Regions from separate parts of the Zea mays genome. Here region 1 is linked to region 2. The links are chromatin contacts, called in public Hi-C maps. All regions are on one chromosome and are shown on one strand. The core of a region is the stretch at or near the end of the contact, and the rest is flanking DNA. Distances in the headings are between cores, read along the strand shown.

Region 1 (2,700 bases), core at 7-2,506, 180 kb before region 2:
GCGGTTTGTCCAGACGTCATTAGTAGCCCTGCACACGACGCTTGGATGAGCTAACAACGTATATATACGTGACAAGCGACAAGTTCGCGCTTTTCACATATCGAATGAACTAAGCTAGGTCTATCTATGATCTCAGCGAAAGGGTGGTTGAAATACTACTATTCCATGCTTGTTTGACAAGAAGGCCCACGCATTTGTGCGCGCGCGCAAAGGCTGCAGACGTCATTACGAGTGCGTTAATCGCGACAGGAACCGAAGATATTTATTTCACGTGACTTGCTGGCTGCTGCGTGCGACGAGCTCCCGAAGGAAAAGCATGCACGGTGGCAGGAGCACTGCTGGTTGGACGACAAGACTGCTGGGGAGCTGATGCATGCACGGCCGGAAAATCGGGCTCCACCTAACTTTTGGACCGGCGCGTCAACTCTCGAGGATTAGCTTATTATTACATGCATCCCAGACAGATAGCTAGTAGGGCCATACGTACACGTTAATTCATACCGGTTCGTTGCACCTGTTCGTCGTGTGTATGCTTCGGTCAGCACACGTTTTTTTTCCCCTCTCTATCACTGATTTTGGAGACTCTTTTTTTTTTTGGTCACCAGGAGTTAATTAGTCGTACGTGGTAATCTTTTGGAAGATTAGTAACCCCAGCTTCTTCAGATCCTAGCCATGGAAATGCCTTCCTTCTCTCATCTCAACCAGAGAGCGACAATGTCAACGCCTAGCCAAAAAAAAAAAAAACAGAGAGAGAGAGATCAGTTGGGTACTCTCTGGCACATGTCGGCCTCGTAGCAAGTACTAGTACCAACCAGGCAATCCCTTCCATGAACCATGCAGTACTGTACTGTCCGTGTTTGCTTAGCGACTAAACAAGACCCCTTTATTTCCCCTGCCGCTTCCGATCGAGCTTTGAGTCTCCCACACACAAGAATCGCTTCCCCACATGCGCCCAATCCATTTTATTCACAAAAAAAGAAAAAAAAAACTAAGCTGCGACCATGAAAGTCAACCGGTTATGAATTACTATGATACTCATCAAAAAGGTCAACCCGACGAGAGGCTGGCGACCAAAAAGTGGCACTGGTGGTTCTGGGCGAGCGAGCGATCGATCTGTGTGGCCTGGCCCTGGCGGACCAATCAAACCCTTGCGCGGCCAAATCTCCGCTCCAGTCCAGCCTCCAGCCAGACCTTCCAATCTTAACAGCTGGGAGGGAGACTACTAGAGAGAGACCAAATCCGTGCATGATCCATCCATCTATCCGACCACATGGCTTATTACTACTAGTACCGGGGCCGGGCGGGTGGTCACGCAAAGAAGTCAGGCGCATGAAGCAAAAGTGAGAAGAGCGGGGAGGCGAGGCGATGACCATCTCCACTCCCTCTCCTCCCTAGTAGTGTATAAAAAGCCGGCGCCGGCCGTCGTCCCCTACCCACCCACCCACCCCGGGCCCCTCCTCCCGCTCCATCCATGGCCGCCAACCTCCCGGACGCCGACGCCGCGGGGTTCAAGCTGTTCGGCAAGGTCATCCAGCCCCCCGACGCGCAAAAACGCGGGGCGGACGAGGGCGACGACCCGACGCCACAGACGGCCCTTCCTCCTCCTCCTCCCCCTCCCCCGCCCCCGCCCCCGCAGCAGGCGCCCGCGGCTGGGGGTCCCGGCGCCGAGCCGCTGCCGTGCCCGCGGTGCGGCAGCCGGGAGACCAAGTTCTGCTACTTCAACAACTACAACGTGCGGCAGCCGCGCCACCTCTGCCGCGCCTGCCGCCGCTACTGGACGGCCGGCGGCGCGCTCCGCCGCGTGGCCTCCGCGTCCCCGGGCCGCCGCAGGCCGCGCCCCACCGCCCGATCGGCGCCCGTCGCTGCCGCCGCGTCGTCCGCCCCCGCAGCCGCCGAGGAGGTGGGCGGGCCGCGTTGACTCGGCGGTCGTAGGGGGGCGCGGGGTAGGGCTCCGCCTTCCTTCCCGCGTGATGCCGGACGGCCGGAAGCTTGCGGCCGCGGCCCCGGCGCCCTTTTCGCACCTACCAGTAGTCCAAGCCCTGTCCTTTTGGTTTATTAGATTCTGCTTTTTTTTTAAATATACCATTTTAGGATTCTTTTGGTGGCCAAAAGGATGCTGCCGGCCTGCTCTGCGACCGCGAGAGAGTTCAGTTTGGTAGGCAGTCAAAAAGTGAGTCCTTACGAATGTTTAGATCATCTCCAAACTACTAGTACTCAATAAACTTTTTTTCCGAGGAATTATTGGGCCCTTTCCGGTCCGCATGTAGCTTGCTGATCATTTCATCTGAAGCACCATTGGTTATCTGTTGAATCAACATCTTCCAAGTTAATAATGTTCATTTGCCGATCTGAACAATCTATGGAACCATTCTCAGGGCCGCCACTCCAGCACGCCAGGGTGACAGAGCAGTGCAGATGCAGGAGCTCTAAAAAAACATGCTTCATCACCGCTTCCAACGAGCTCGTCAGGGTCCTGGCCAACCCCACAGGCGTCCTCAACCCGTCGGCAGCGTCCCTCCTCGCGCCGCGCTGCGCTGCGCTCCGAGCTGGAAGCTAGCGGAGGCGTCGCTGCGGGTGGCCACGCGGGGCTGGGTGTTAGCCGCTGCACAGGCAACTACCGTGCTGGCATCAGACGACGCCGCTGTAGCAGCTGTAAGCAGATGTTCAAGAGTGTTCCAAGCAGAAGAACGAAGTGCGGCT
Region 2 (2,700 bases), core at 64-2,563:
CATTTTTGTCACTAACGACATTAAAGGCTCTTTCAGATGTAAAGTAAAAGGGAAATATCTTCTTGATAGTCACAAATAGCTCTATAGCAGAGTGGTAAGGAGGGAATACATGAAAGCCCGACCGTATGCTTTACTTTTAGGGTACCGTTTAGTACCATAACAAAAGAATATGATTTTTAGTCCTGTTTACATAGTATCGGTTAGGAATCTAGTACTATAGTCGGTTCCTAAAGGTTTTTTAGTTGTAGTGATAGTTTCATAGACAATCAATTATGTGGCTTATAGAGAGTTGATAATCACGTCAAGAGAGTTTCACTCTCGAAAAACTTATTTCTTCTCACTTTAGTAAAACATTGGCATGTCATAAAAAAATTCATATGTGGCAAGCTATTTTAAATACAAATAAAACTCTTGTGAAACTTTCGTTGAGACTGACTTTATGAGTTTTATGGTTTCACTTCCAAGATAGTCATATCATCCTTTGTGTTTGGTAAGTGGTAACAACAAGAAGTTTAACCAGATGAAACGACCTTTATCTCTTTTAAAGCATTACATATAAATACTTATAATATCCGGGGGTCAACGCAACGGGAGCCGTACGCAAGCAATGACGCAACGGGCTCCCTCCGGTTACGATGGATGCATGCACGTCCACCTCACGGCTTACGTGTTAAGGGACACGACAGTATTCATGCATCGCCATCTCCGAGGCCTCAAGATTTCCTGCCGCTGGATCAGCATGAAATATCGAGAGAGATCTCACACAGCCGCACAAAGGCACATGTGCGAATGGTGACCCATGCTGCCATGCATGTATAGTGTAGATCGGTTGATCCATCGATCGATCGTTTTAGGTCATATTTGCATACCTAGAGCTAATAATTAGCCAGCTAATAAATTATTAGCTGAGATAAACAATCTAATAAACTAATTGTTAGTTGTGTTGTAGATAACAATTAGTTAGGGATTATTTGAGAGCAAAAATATTGAAGGGGATTAATGGGCCTATAATCCCTTACTATTCAAATAGTAAGAGACTATAGTCACTTTAATTCTCTCTAATATATTTGCTTCCAATCAGACCCTTAGGATGATGTTTGAAATCCAACGACTAATTTTTAGTAGCTAACTATTAGTTTTAAAGGTTCCAAACAATACATTAGTTTGAGTTCACCCCTAAACGTCTATCTCATTATCTTTTTTAAAATATTATATACCATATTAGTTTATAGTATGTCTACAGTATCCCCACGTTATTTTGTATAGTATGCTTAGACTTACTAGTGAAGTAGTGAGTTTGGTCTCTCGGCCCGCGCAAGCCAATCTGAGGCCCCAATCCACGAGGTCCGGCGCGGCCCAACCCCTCCCCCAAGTCTCATGTCCACCCTTGCGCGCGCGTGTACAAAAAGCGGCTCGTCCCCACTCCAGCGGACACGTCTCCTGCCTCTAGATCCAAGCTAACGGACCACTGCTGTCATTGCTGCCTGGGACCGGGAGCAAGAGAACGACGACGAAGAGATCGGCTGAACAAGAGGGTCGCGTAGAGCCATGCTTGCGAGCGCGACGAGGGCAGGGACGTCGTCCACCAAGCCCGGCCTCGCGGAGGGCGCCGTCCGCAGAGCCAGAGCCAGAGCCAGAGCCGGAGACGGCGGCAGCGGCACCCCCATCGTCGTCACCGATGCCGGGCAGGAGGTCACCGTCTCGCAGTTCGTCGCGCAGCTAGGTTCGTTTCGTAAATACAGTAGAAGCCAGTAATGACAGCAATGATCGAGCTAGCGGGATCGTTCACACCCCATTATTATTAATTTAATCTGTAGCGATAGTGATATGAATAAACAGATGAGTGATCACCGCTGACTAGTTGCGTTGTTTTTTTTTTTGACAGATGAGGCGGCCCGGCGGAGGCTGGACAGCATGCACCAGAGGCTGAGGCTGCTGGAGCAGCAGATGGAGACGCTGGAGGCCGAGGTCGGCAAAGCCAGCAGCAGTAGAATTGACACCTACGCCTAGTTATTAGTAGTTACTTTGCTAGGCTCCTGGCAACATCGATCCAGCAGCAGACCGCAGTCCACAGATATTTTTTTCTCGATTAAACCTTTCTCATGTACATGTATAAGCGATTATGGATTATGATCCAAATACTTCCTCACAAAGTAGGACTCTAAATAAATTTTAGTTCAAAAATGAATAGAAAAGAGACACGATTTTAATCCGATCCTTAAATTTTATATTGTAAAATTTAAAACGTATTGTCACCCATATGTACATGAGCGATGATTAATAATATATATGATTGACAATATATAAAAAAGAGAAGCACGGTTGCACCTAATAAACTCATGTGCAGAGCAACCCTAGAACCAGGAGTCCAGGTTGAGGTTGAGAACCTCCACAATCTCTACTACTTATTAAGTAAGCAATAGTAGTCTGCCTCCCTGCGTTCTGCCGTTCTGCCGTTCTGCCTCCCATCTATTTGGACCGTCCGTTTCTATTACCTATGCCATCCAGCCGCACGCGCCATCCAGTCGTGCCCGCCCCCTTCCTCTCCCCCACCCCGCACCAACCGCTCGCCTCATCTGCACCACCCCTCCACAGACTCCCAGCCGAAACCCTATCTTGCGGTGGGCGGTAGCGACTGCGCGCGACGTGGAGGAGGCACCCCCACCCTCCACACGGCTCATCGCGCTCCAACCCGCTTGC

The links. A called contact is a pair of places that touch in the nucleus more often than the background predicts.
Region 1: a contact with region 2 is called in a Hi-C map of endosperm, with 2.1 times the contacts expected there. The contact joins the promoter of LOC100381571 here to the promoter of LOC103651368 in region 2. A contact is called at or near these places in 2 of 25 Hi-C or Micro-C datasets (bundle sheath and endosperm).

What each region holds. Positions count from the first base shown.
Region 1 is chr3:215,426,820-215,429,519 of Zm-B73-REFERENCE-NAM-5.0, reverse strand. It overlaps LOC100381571 (Cyclic dof factor 2), which reads left to right and starts at 1,256. Exons shown (of 3, transcript NM_001174396.2): 1 at 1,256-1,900; 2 at 2,092-2,170; 3 at 2,376-2,700. The coding sequence starts at 1,472. The coding sequence ends at 2,557.
Region 2 is chr3:215,242,092-215,244,791 of Zm-B73-REFERENCE-NAM-5.0, reverse strand. It overlaps LOC103651368, which reads left to right and starts at 1,313. Exons shown (of 2, transcript XM_008676992.4): 1 at 1,313-1,723; 2 at 1,886-2,304. The coding sequence starts at 1,549. The coding sequence ends at 2,010.